Regions from separate parts of the Sus scrofa genome. Here region 1 is linked to region 2. Evidence: chromatin contacts called from public Hi-C data. All regions are on one chromosome and are shown on one strand. Each heading gives the region's core, a stretch centred on a gene start, on an enhancer-like site or on the middle of the called end of the contact. The rest is flanking DNA. Distances are from core to core; before and after follow the strand shown.

Region 1 (5,898 bases), core at 1,543-4,042, 100 kb after region 2:
TCGGACCCTCAGAAAGCGACCTTGCCCCAGAGTTCCTTCAGCTCTTGCCTCAAACATCGCTTCCTCCAGGCAGCCCCGACGTCTGCAGTGCTCCTTCCAGAACTTGTCACGTCTGTAATTGTGACTTGAGCACAAGTCCCACAGCAGTGGGGACCGCAGTGGTTGTTCACCACTGCATCCCCTGCATCCCCTAGTCTCGCACGGAGTCCTTGGCACACAGTAGGTGTTTGTCACACAGTTGTGGGTGTCAAGAGGGTTGAGAAAAAATTGAGTTGCGAGTGTTTTGGGAGGCAGCCAGCCGGTGGCGGCGTTGGCAGACTGTTCAGTTAGAAATCCTGGAATCGTGGCGGTCGTCTATTCCTGTCCTCTCTCTTCATTTTGTGTCTGAACGGACGATGAGGAAATGGCCTTGTAAGTGACAGCCCCCCAGGCTAAGAGCACGTCTGACTGGAAAGGAACCCAGCCTATGCTGTGAACTCGCCAAGCCCTTGTCCTCACAGAATCAGCCCAGCTCCACTGTGCAGCCGAAGGCGTGGAGATGCAGGCAGAGACCTGGTGGGAAGGGGCAGAGGGCAGGCGGCCTCCTGGGGGGCCGTCGCCCACCTCCGCAGGGCTGTAATTAAGGGTCCCTGAAGGCTTGTCTTTCATCCTTGTCTTTGAAGCTACTTGAGAAGATCCCCGGGCTTCTGGCCACACTGGGAAGCTGTGGATAAACAATTTGTCTCTGACACAGAGCACTGCCTGGAGGGTCACCAGAAGCTTGTCCTTCTTGTCCAGCCAGGTCGGCACAGCTGGCTCACTCTTGAACCTGCCTCCCCAGGGTGTAGAGGGAGCAGTTGTGCTGCCTGGGCTTTACCAGGTTAAAGGACACGAGCTTTCTGAGAGTGAATCAAGGTCGGCTCTGGCACAGGGTCTTAGTTCCCAGGCCGAGGGCCTGGCATGAGCCTCTTCAGCACGCGGAGGCATCAGGAGCGTCCAGGAGTGGGGTCACACAGTGACCCACAGGCTCGAACTCTGTCTGTGCCTTTCCTGGAACCTGCAGAGCTGGTTGGAAACACACACATCACCTGATAGTGACCTTTTAAGTCTTGGCTCTAACACTCGCCCTGTTCTCAGCCCGAGGAAGATTCTGGAAGGTGGAGTCTGCCTCCTTTCGGCTGCATGATTATGAGTGACTTTGCCTCTTCAAATCTGTTTCCTTTTCTGTAAAATCCCACTGCCTTGGGATCATTACAAGATTAAATGAGGTGACATGTAGAGCTGTCAGCCCACAGCCTGGCATCAATTATGATGCTGCTGCTGATGAAAAATACTGTGCTGTGCTTGTTACCAGGAGGCTTGCAGTCCAGCTGGGGCAGGGAGGCTAACGGCACGATTGTGACCCATGGGGACAGTGTTTGGAAGGGCCCTTGTGGTCCCCAGGTGGACCAGCCAGCAGGACGCTACGGCAGGGGACTGGTGTCGCCTGTCTGCTAGCGCAGGCGATCCAGGCGCGCCCTCTTGGTGGTGTGGCAGGTGTCAGGGGTGCCTCCGTGGGGAAGACCAGCCACCGAGCCTTAGCAGGGAGCCGGGATTGGGGCAGGTAGGCGAACGCGTTCAGCACCACCTCCCTGCCTTTGACACCTGAGCCACTCCCCGTTTCTAAGGTTACGGCATTTGTGTGCGCCTGTGTTCTCGCGTAGGTGTCATCCTTGCTTATGTGCCAATATTTTGAATTCATGTCGAGGCATCCTGTGCCCTGTTGTTCCGTTTCTCGTTCCGCTTCTCTGTCTTTCTCCTCTCGGCACTGTCAGTGAGATCTCTTCCGTTGCAGTGTCTACACAGTCCTGCCTGTCCTTTTTGTTGCCACACTGGGGTGCCCCCCAGGTGCTCCATGATCTGAGCCAGCATTTCTTTGGGGATAAAACTCAGGAGCAACGAGGCTGGGTCCTCCTGGGGCACGTGTCTGCTCCCTGCCTTCCTGCCTGGTGGTCACAGGCCCGCCCCTGGCTGTTTTCCCACCCGCGTGGCTCAGTAGGGGGTCCTCAGTGCGCAGCTCCACCCTACGCTTGGCCCTTCCTGCTCTCCCGAGTGCCCTCTGTGGGGGGCAGAGCTGTGTCGCTCTTTTCGTGGGCATTCCCCCAAGTCCCACGAGTGTGAGCCCTTCGCTCAGGCCGTTAGCCCCGTGACCTTCCGCTTCTCTCGCGGGTCACCACTCGTATCTGTGCGCATCTTCCTGCAGGCCTCTCAGTGTTGATGGGTCGGGCTTCCTGAGATAGTTCAGATTTTAGTCCCATGTCACTTTAGACAATTTAAGCAGATTAGGAGACAGTATTTGAATCTGTTAACTTTGTCTGTGTTACTGATTTCTGAACAGAAATCCTTAATTTTTGAGGTAATAGTTTATTTACACACACACACAACTGTGTGCCCACATATCCTTATAGCTTCTACTTTTGAAATTTTGCTGAGGGGTCCTGCCCTGCCTATATTTTTTTCTAGCTGCATCAGGGTTTTACCTTTCACATTTTTATTGAGGGCCTGCTGAGAGCCAGTGAGCGGGAGGCGGTGGAAGAAGCGGTGGGTAAGGAAGACAAAGGCCCAGCCCCTTGGGACACAGTTGGAAGGCGTGTGGGTCGACCTGCTGTGTGCTGTGGGCTCTGGTCTGCACAGGCCCGGGCCGGCGGGAGGTGAGGCCATCCAGGGGCAGGGTGGTCTGGGGCACAGGCCTAAGAGCACCCTCTGTGTGAGGGCTACTGCTCCCTCCCTCAGTTGTGCATCAAGGCAGCAGTGAGACAGCCAGAACCTCCTGGGGTACCTGGGGGCGTCCAGGGAGTCCTAGGATTCTTCGTGACATTAAGGTGAGCCACGCAGGACGAGGTTCGTGCCGAGGCCGCAGGGGGAGGGAGAGCCCAGCTCCCTTCTCACCTGGCCTCTGGTTTCACCCTGGGACTTTGGTTGTGGTCAGTGTTTTGTCTGTGAGGTGGTCACCGACCGAAGAGGAGGGTAAAGGACTAACGTGGACGGTGTGTGTGTGTGAAGTGGTTGGTGCGCGGCACCGTGTAGGTCCCCTGGCCAGACCTTGGTCCTGGTAACTGGTGGCCCTGGGGGCCAGTGGGTGGGGCTCAGAGGAGCTACATGTCTGCATTCACGTTGCCTCCCATCCCTCTGGGATCCCGGGGGTCCCACTGACCTGCTTCCCCATCCGCTGGCTTTCCTGCTGCCTTCGGCCGCTCTGTTCCGCAGACAGAGTTGGCAAAGGTAAGCAGCTGGAAGGCCAGAGAAGCAAACGTCTCCTGCATCCTTGTGGGCTGCGTCCCAGACTGTTCACACCCAGGGGCTGAATGAGGAACTGGTGGGACCTGTTTGAACAGTCCTTCCCAGCACCCCGTAATTATAAACCCGCTGGCTTTTAGGCAAAGCCCACTGTCTCCGCTCTGGTTCTCAGTTACACAGACGTTTCTGCCAAGGGGTCCCTGCAGCTCCAGCCCCAGACTCGTCCTAGCTGGCCGTGAAACCAAGGCTTGTCTTCCACTGGGTTCTGGGGCCCAGGCAGAGGGGAGCCAGAGGAAGGATGAGGGTGAGACTCACAGGCGGCCAGGAAGACGGCGGGCAGCCCCTGGCCTCTGGGCATAGGCGAAGGGCATCGTGGGTGGAAAGAGGGTAGAGCGACTCAGATTGCCAGGAGACAGCAGAACCAGCCGGGCAGAGCTTGGTGGTTGGGTGGAGGGAGGAGGGAGAACCGTCTCTGGAAGAATCCGGGAAGGAGGTGGCTCCGTTCTTTCTGCCACATAGGCCCGGCCTGCAGGAACCGCCACCTGAGGTCCCTGGGAGCTGGGATCCTGCTACCTCTGTCCTGCCCCCGTCTGCCACCTAGAGGACAGAGCCGTTCCTTTCTCCTGCTGTGCCTCAGAGGCAGAGGCTACTCGTACTGTCCCTCCAGGGGCTTTACCTCCTGAACCCCACCCGTCCCTCCCGGAGCACTGCCCCCTTCAGGGTGAAGCCTTTTCACTGTCTGACCCCACCTCCCAGGCCACCCACTGCATCCAGCCCCCAGCTAGCCCAGTCACCCCTGCATTCCTAATGGCTTCTCCCCGAGCCCAGGTCTCCGTGTTGTCTCACTTTCTTCATTTTGCCAACACTGTCTCTGCCTGGAGTCACTCCCCTCACCTCGCCGTCAGTCTGTCCAGCTTCCCACCTGTCCGTGCAAACTCACTTTGGATGTTGCCTCCAGTATACCTGCCCCCCCCCCGCCCCTTCCCTCAGCCAAGTGGTTCCTGGGGGAGAGTAGGGGCTTCCCACCCTGCACCCAGGCACTTGCATGTTGAGCATCTGTCTTCAGCACCATGGTATCTGAGGGGGTGAGCCTGAATTTAGAGAAAGTTAGAAACGTAGACGGCTTCAGACCTAGTTTTCAAAATGGACATTTTATGAACAAAGCAATTGATTAGTATTGGAAGAAAGCGTGTTTATTTTCAGTTCCTACATGAAGTTATCTGCCATTTGGCCAATTCAAAACAAGCTAGTGTTTTGAAAAGTAAGAGAGGAGCGTTTTAATTATAAAACCAATAAAGCAGAAATAGCTAACTATACACATCCTGACTTTAATGTATCATCCATTTAACATATATTTGAAATCAATTTCCTTGCATTTTAAAAACCAGTCATTATACCTCAGTTTTAAAAAAGACAAAACACTCTACCATAGAAGCCATGTGGTTGGCAAATAGCAGCAAGAAAAGATGCTCAGTATCATTAGACACGAGGAAATCACAAATTAAAATCACAGTGAGTTATTTCTGTATATGAAACAGAATGGCTAAAATGGTTTTTGTTAAAACTGACAATAGGGAGTTCCTGTCTTGGCTCAGTGGTTAACGAACCCAACTAGCATCCATGAGGACACAGGTTTGCTCCCTGGCCTTGCTCAGTGGGTTAGGGATCTGGCGTTGCCGTGAGGTGTGGTGTAGGTCGCAGATGCGGCTCGGATCCCGAGTTGCTGTGGCTGTGGTGTAGGCCAGCGGCTACAGCTCTGATTAGACCCCTAGCCTGGGAACCTCCATTGCTGTGGATGCAGCCCTAAAAGACAAAACAAACAAACAAACAAACTGACAATGCCAAGTGCTACTGAGGATGCAGAGCAATTAAAATTCCTGCACTGCTGATGGGAGTGCAAAGTGGTCCAGCCACTTTTTCATATAAAGTTAGACGTACACTTACCAGATGGCAATTCCACTCCTAACTATTTGCCCAAGAGAAATGAAAACCAATGTCCACACAAAGACCTATAGGTAATGTTTCTAGCTTCTTTGCTTATAATTGTCCCAAACCAAAAACAACCCAAATGTCCTTCAACAGAATGAAAAGGTAAACAGATGGTGGTATATTCTCACAATAGAATACTGTTTCGCAATGAAGTGGAATGAATCACTGATGTAGGAAACAGTATAGGGCAGTCGCAAAAGCCTTACAGTAAGTGACAGAGCCAGTTACCAAAGCCAGGTTACATACTATGTGGTCTCCGCTTATTCTGGACATCTTGGAAAAGGGACAGAAGTCAGGTTAGTGGTTGCCAGGGGCAGTGTGGGGAGAAGATTGACAGCAGGAGGGACCGAGGGACCTCTGGGAGGTGGGAGTATTCTCTGCCCTGACGTGCTGATGGTTATGCACGCCGTGTGTCCATCTCAACACATCCAAGTCTCTACCTGTAAAAGGTAGTTTTTATTTTATGTCGGTTACATCTCCGTTTACAAGAGACCAGCGGGTCTGCTCTGAGGACGACCACCCGCACGCTGTGCAGGGAGGGACTGGGAAAGCCACGCTGCTCTGCCGCTGGGTGGTGTGTGGGGGTGGAAGCAGTGATCCCTGGTGAATGTTCCCGAGTGTGGACGGAAGTGGTGAGCTGTCACTGACTTTTCC
Region 2 (6,455 bases), core at 3,071-5,570:
CATAAATTCTGACATTGCCAGATCTTCATTCAAAGTTACAAAAAGCTCACTTGAATGTCTTGGTGTCATTGTTGATACTTGTTCCACCTTGGCACCAATGGCAACACTGTAACGCTATTATTGCAACTTCCCAAATGAGCTTTTCCACTTGGCAGAAGTTAGAAGTGTCATGTCAGGAATGGTGCTTTAAACGGTGTGAGGCATAAGAACCAATTGAGGAACTCGTGGGAAATGGGGTGAGCCCAACCCAGGCCATCCTGGAGTTGCTCACTTTGGGAAGCGCTATCCACCTGCTGATGTTGGGAGGGAGCAGACTCCGGGCCCAGCATCTCACCCAGTGGTGTTGAGTCGAGGGTGGCGTGTGTGAGGGGAGCCACGTGCTGGCTGGTACAATCTTACGTGAGCAGACGTGTGTAGGCCAGCACAGAACAAAACAAAACAAACAAGAGAGGCCAGGGTAATTGCCTTCTAATCAATGACACATTTACAAGGAATTCAGATCTTTACACAACTTGGCCAGGTAGAGCTTCATTCCAAGGTATATCCAGAAATGTGTTCCTCTGGCCTCCACAGTTAATGCTTGGTATCTCTAAATATTAACAGGTGATGCAGGGCACATGTACTCGGGCCTTTAAAAAAAAAATCATCACATCTGTAAAAAGAGGACTTTTTACAAAATGCCAAGGGATCATGGAGTTCCCTGGTGGCCTGGTAGGTCACTTCAGTGGCTTGGGTTGCTGCTGTGGCTCAGGTTCAATCCCTGGCCCCCAAACTTCCCCATGCTGTGGCCTAGGCATGGCCACACCCCCACCTCCCAAAAAAAAAACCCCAAAGAGGTCTTTGAGAAACAATCAACAACCACTGACTGGGCCAGCTGTGTCCTAAGAGCATCACAGTTGTGATCTCAAGAATCCTTGCAGTTTCCCTAAGCACCACACTCTATGGTTATGCCCACTTCACAGTTGAGAAAACTGAGGAGATCTTGAGTGGCAAAGCAGACTGCCAGCAAATCACAGGGACTCACCGCTCAGCTGTAATACTCCAGCCAAGCAGAGCCCATCCCTCTTCCTGGACAGCAGGATTTCTTGCCTCTGGTTCTCTGACCTCATCCTTCCCATCCACCTTGGCTCAGTTAAACATCACTGCCTTCAGTGTTTCTGCCCTCCAGGGATCGCTGAGGTCTTTCACTGGGGAGGCCTCTTCTCAATCTGTGTCCTTGCTGGGTCTTCCTAGGTGCACAAACAGGACCCTGGTCCGTCCCTCCCTGAACCTACCCCATCCTCTGCCCTGCACATTCTCTAAACTTTGGGTGTAATTATCCATCAAGTGAACATCTGGGAGTGTCCCTCGTGGCTCAGTGGTCACAAAATGGACTAGGATGCGTGAGGATGACGGTTTGATCCCTGACCCTGCTCAGTGGGTTAAGGATCTGGCATTGCAGTGAGCTGCGGTGTAGGTGGCAGACACAGCTCAGATCTGGTATTGCTGTGGCTGTGGCATAGGCCAGAAGCTGAAGCTCTGATTCAGCCCCTAGCCTGGAAAATTCCATATGCCACAGGTGTGGCCCTAAAAGCAAAAAAAAAAAAAGTGAATATTTGTAAAAAATTTTGATTTTTAAAAAATTATGTGTAATTTTTTTGAGGGGGTAGCTGCACCCATGCCATGGGTAAGTTCCCAGGCCAGAGACTGAGCCTGAGCCACAGCTGTAATCAGGGCCACAGCAGTGACAGCGCTGGATCCTTAACCTGCTGAGCTACAAGGGAACTCTGATTTTTTGTTTTATTTTTTCCTTGAAAAAGGCATGACTATCACTGTATAAGAACTATATCTGGACATTTTAAATTTTTTGGAGAATGTTTTGTTCTCTGTGAAGGTATGTTTTAGCGTAGGTTGTCTGTTCATCCTGGCTGCTGAGTGGGAAATGGCTAATAAAGGACCCATCATCCTTTGCTCCAGATCCAGGCAATGGGCACATTTTGCAGGAATGAGGGAGAAAAATGACAGTGGCAGAGGGTGACCATGTTACCTGCTCAGACATTGAGCACTTGGACCTGCACGAGCAGAGCTGCTGTTACCTGTTTTGACTCATTTACTCTGTGCCGCAACCCTGGGAGGTGGGCTCTGCCACCACCCCCGTGTCAGACTGGGACACAGACGTACAGAGAGCTGCAGTGACTTGCCCACGTCCCCTCAGTGGGGAAGGAGCAGAGGGAGGACTGGGCTCCAGGCCTGTTTGGATCTGATGGGGGAGGCTGGATGCAACACTGGGAAATGTTTGCGGGGTCCAAGTTGGGATGCTCAGCAAGCTGGTGAGGGGGAGCTCTCTCCTTGGAAGAGCTGCCGGATCAGAGGTGAAAGTCCAAGCGTTGAGCAAGCGTCAAACTGGTGGTGAAAGAAAATGAAAGGAATTTTGTTTTTGCCTTTAGAAGGAAGAGGAGAGAAGAGAAGGGAGCCAGTGTGTAGAGGCTGCCTGGGTCATGTGGCCAGATAGTGACCTCTGGGCCAAGAGGCCCAAAGAGCTCAGGAGGTGTCCTGTGTTGCCAGGCAGTGGCAGGCTAGATGCCTCCTTTTGGGGTTCAGTCTGCAGGAATCCCTGCTAGCCTCACCGGTGGTGTGTATGAAGGGGCTGGTGTGAGTGTGTGCAAACAGAGACAAGGATGATGGCCAGGACCAGCGAGCGTGTGGGCAAGAGCAGGAGGCTGGAGGCAGAGGTGATGGGCACTAATTCAGAAACCATGGGAAAGACTCTGAATCGTCCCAGGGCAGGGAGCAGCAGTGCCCCCAGAATTTATGCAGACCTCAGAGGCCTGGGAGACCCCAGCTGATGGCTGGGCTCTGCACACACTGTTCTGGGTGTTCTGGGTGGCAGAGTGGCCCTGCAGGCTGAGCCCTAGAGGAAGGCAGTGACTTCTTGGCAGTGGCTGGTCCTTGCACAACATGGCGGTGCCTTTCTGGTTCATCTTTCTCACTTATCATCATTAACCATGATGCAGCAGAGCAAATACTTGATTTGTTTAAAGTATAGTTGATTTTTAATGTTTCAGGTGTGCAGCAAAAAGATTCAGTGATTCAGAATACATATATATTCTCATTTGTATGTTCTGACATATATATTCTGACATATATATATGTATATATATTATCTTTCAGAGTCTTTCCTATTGTAGGCTATGACAAGATATTTAAAACAGTTCCCTGGGCAAACCATACCCAGTCGGTTGTGATGGAACATGATGGAGGATAAGGTGAGAAAAAGATGATCTGGGTCCCTTTGCTGTTCAGTACAAATGGACAGAACACTGTAAATCACCTCTAATGGAAAAATAAAAAATCATAAAATTCAAAAAAAGTTGCCTATGCAATATAGTAGGTCCTTCTTGTTTATCTACTTTATATGTAGTAGTGTGTGTATACTTTAATCCCAAATTCCAAACTCATCCCCCCCCCCAAGAACAGATATACTTGAGAAAGGGGAAAACCACTGTTTCTTCTGTCCACGAGAAGAGTTCGCGTTCTTCTAGTCTTTACCTAAAGGTAGAAGCAGTTTTTAGAGGGTCCGACATTTTGAACGGGGCTTTTCCTTTTAACCCTTTAGTTTAAGCGTGTCCCGTGTTGCTGTACCATCCTCGTGATGGTATCAAGTTGGTGGTGTGGAACCAGTTCAGGCCTGGGGTCCGGCTGACCTGCGTTTCTAATCCTGGATCTGCCATTTATTTCCTCTATTCATGTAGAGCCACCCCCAGCAAGTTACCTGGCATGGGTTTCCTAAATCCTCGCGTGGGCTGTGTACACACACACACACACACACACACACACACACACACACACACACTCACTCACCACCCCCCACCTCTGGCCTGCTTAAGCTAAGCCGGCTCAAGTGGAATATATTCTTGCTGCGTGAATCTGACGAAGCCCTGAGGACCTTGGCTTCTGTGAATGCCGTAGGAGAGGAAACTTTCAGAATGTCTAACTTCCCTGAATTCCCAATCAAGTGCGGTGCTACCCTGGCGCGGCCCCCACCCTTGGGTGCCCGCAAAAACCGAAACACTCTGGCTCCGGGGAGTAAGCCTGGCGAATCACAGCTTTGGAGGGACTCCAGGAAAGTGACCCCGGCCGCCCTCTCCTCAGTTAAGTAGGCGCTCCCTATTTGATTGACAGGGGAAGTCGCCAATGACGCCCAGGGGAGGCCCCTTTGGCGCGCTAGGGGGCGTGCCACCTCCGAACTACTCTGGCCCAATCAGGGACGCCTACAGGGCCGTGGGGCGGGGCCCGGCGCCCTGCAGCCAATGGGGCGAGCAGAGCGGGTGCGGCGGGGGCGGGGCGCTCTGGGCTGGCGGCAGAAGCGGCAGCGGCTGGGTAGGGCAGGGCTGGGTAACGCGGCCAGAGCGAGGGCGGGAGCCGGGCCGGAGCCGGAGTCGGAGCCGGGGCAGGAGTCACCGTCGCGGCTGGAGCGGAGTGAGCGGCGTGTTGAGAGGCGAGCGGCGGCCGAGGTGAGGGGCCCACCGCGACGGTTGGGGCGCCGCGGACGGACGCGGGGCGCTGGTCGGCGGCCGGGCCCGAGCCCTGTCAGGCCGCCGCGGCGCGGCCGCGCTCCGCGCCCGAGGGCAGCCTCAGGGGCCGCGCCGGCGGCGCGCGAACTTCCTGTCGCTGTGGGAGGGGGTGTGTTCAGGGGCCACTGCGTTCAGGGGACGTCGGGGGGGCCGAGGGAGGGCGCCCGAGGGCGCGTCGCGGGGCGTCCGGAGGGCGGGTGGGGTGCTTGCGGGAGGCGGGGGCCGGGCGTGCGGGGTTGGGGCGGCGGCGGCGCCGCGGAGGAGCGGACGAGTTCTCGAGTGAGGGCTTCTGGAGGGAGAAGTTGGGGAGCGGGGCCCGCGGGGTCAGAGGGCTGCTGCGGAAGGGCAGGTGGGAGCCCTGAGGAGAGACCTAGCGAGGGGAGGCGGGGAAGTCGAGGGGTGCCGGGGTTCCCTGGGGGAAGCGCGGGCAGGCGCGGGAGGCTGGGGGAGCCGCGTGGGAGCCGAGGGGCCGGGTAAGCGCCGGCGAGAGGAGGGCAGGGCTGGGTCCGAGGGTGGCCTGGAGGGGCGGAGGCGGCCCGAGCAGCCCGGACACATATGCGGATGCGCTCATTTGGGGCCCTTTGATGACCGTCGTCCATTTCCTTCCTTCCCACCCTCCCCTCCCTCTCCAGGCTCAATGTTGTAGGTGAGGCGGGGGCGGGGAGGGGGGTGGGGGGTGGCCAGCCCCTTTTGCGAGCAGGTCCTGGGGCTGGGGACGCAGGCCGGAGAGGCTGGTCGCCCCTGGGAGTTTTCCCAGATTGTCGTTTGGAGCAACGTGAGCGCCCTTCCTCCCGTAGGGTTCCGAGCCTGCCGGGGCATCCGGAGAGGCCTGGAGCGGAGAGGGGGTGCTTTCTGCTGCTCAGTTTCAGTGGCTCAGTTGGGTTTTTAGCTCCAGGAGCTGAAAACGCTGGTTTTCTGTTTTAGACGGAGGTGGTCGGGGGGCGAGCAGCGCTGCCTCCTGGGGATCCCACGGAGCTGCAGCCTTTGAGGATGCTGCTCTTGGGTTGGGTGCCTGAGGGAAGGTGGCCTTCAGGTGGGGCGTGTGTGTCCCTGGGTCTTGATTTCTCTCTTTTACCTCAACTGTCCTGTGTTTTTGTGGTTAAGGAGGGCTGGCTGCTCAGAGTCTCCACGACTACTCATTACACTGTTTACCAAACACTCCCTGGCTGTCCTGATGAAAATCAGGAGACCAGCCCAGAGAATTTAAACCTAGGTTGCAAGCGGTGAGCTCACAAAAATGCCTTCCTTTCTCTGCAGTTGCTTCCTCTCCAGTTATCCCACTGTGCTGAAGTTCTGTTTTAACTCTCCCAGGATTGTCAGGTTGGAGCCAGGGCAAGGGAACCAACCCTTCTTCCCCTTCTTCCCTGAAGGTTATTACTATTATTTTTTAAATGTTATGGCTGCACCTGCAGCAAATGGAGGTTCCCAGGCTGGGGGCTGAATCGGAGCTGCAGCTGCCAGCCTACACCACAGCCACAGCAATGCTGGATCCTTAACTCACTGAGCTAGGCCAGGAATCGAACCCACATCCTCATGGATACTAGTCAGGTTCATTACTGCTGATCCACAGCAGAAACTCTCATTCTGTGAAAGTTCTTATTCTACTTGATTCCCAGTCCCGCCTGGAGCCTCTCCATAGAGGCATTGAATGGGAGCCAGTGCAAGTGGGGTTTCTCTGGATTCACATGGGAAACAATAATCTGTGTGCATTTAAACTTAATTCTAGAGTTTCACAGTCTCCTTAATGAGGTTCTGTTAGTTGAGATATGAGCCCACTGCATCAAAAACTTTTCTGTCGTGTGTTTTCCTTCTGACAATTGTCTTGAAGCTTTAAAGAAATTGGCCGTTAAACTGGTGATATTTAGTACTTTGGAAAGTAATGTAGCACAGGAGTGGATGAGC

The links. A called contact is a pair of places that touch in the nucleus more often than the background predicts.
Region 1: a Hi-C map of retroperitoneal adipose tissue shows a contact between it and region 2, with 1.7 times the contacts expected there. The contact joins the enhancer-like site here to the promoter of PACSIN2 in region 2. A contact is called at or near these places in 2 of 5 promoter capture datasets (fetal liver and liver), 10 of 47 Hi-C or Micro-C datasets (alveolar macrophages, blood, embryonic fibroblasts and 5 more) and 2 of 2 datasets of contacts at active chromatin or transcription factors (alveolar macrophages and skeletal muscle).

Annotation. Positions count from the first base shown.
Region 1 is chr5:5,955,474-5,961,371 of Sscrofa11.1, forward strand. The region is part of intron 3 of PACSIN2 (protein kinase C and casein kinase substrate in neurons protein 2); the gene reads left to right. Among named protein-coding and RNA genes, the nearest start is that of ARFGAP3, 36 kb to the right of the region's middle. Within about 2 kb of position 2,793, at least 9 of the 83 cell types and tissues checked have an H3K27ac peak or open chromatin away from gene starts, as enhancers often do. A contact at or near this core is called in alveolar macrophages and retroperitoneal adipose tissue, where this site is marked.
Region 2 is chr5:5,849,057-5,855,511 of Sscrofa11.1, forward strand. It overlaps PACSIN2 (protein kinase C and casein kinase substrate in neurons protein 2), which reads left to right and starts at 4,321. Exons shown (of 11, transcript XM_021091423.1): 1 at 4,321-4,493.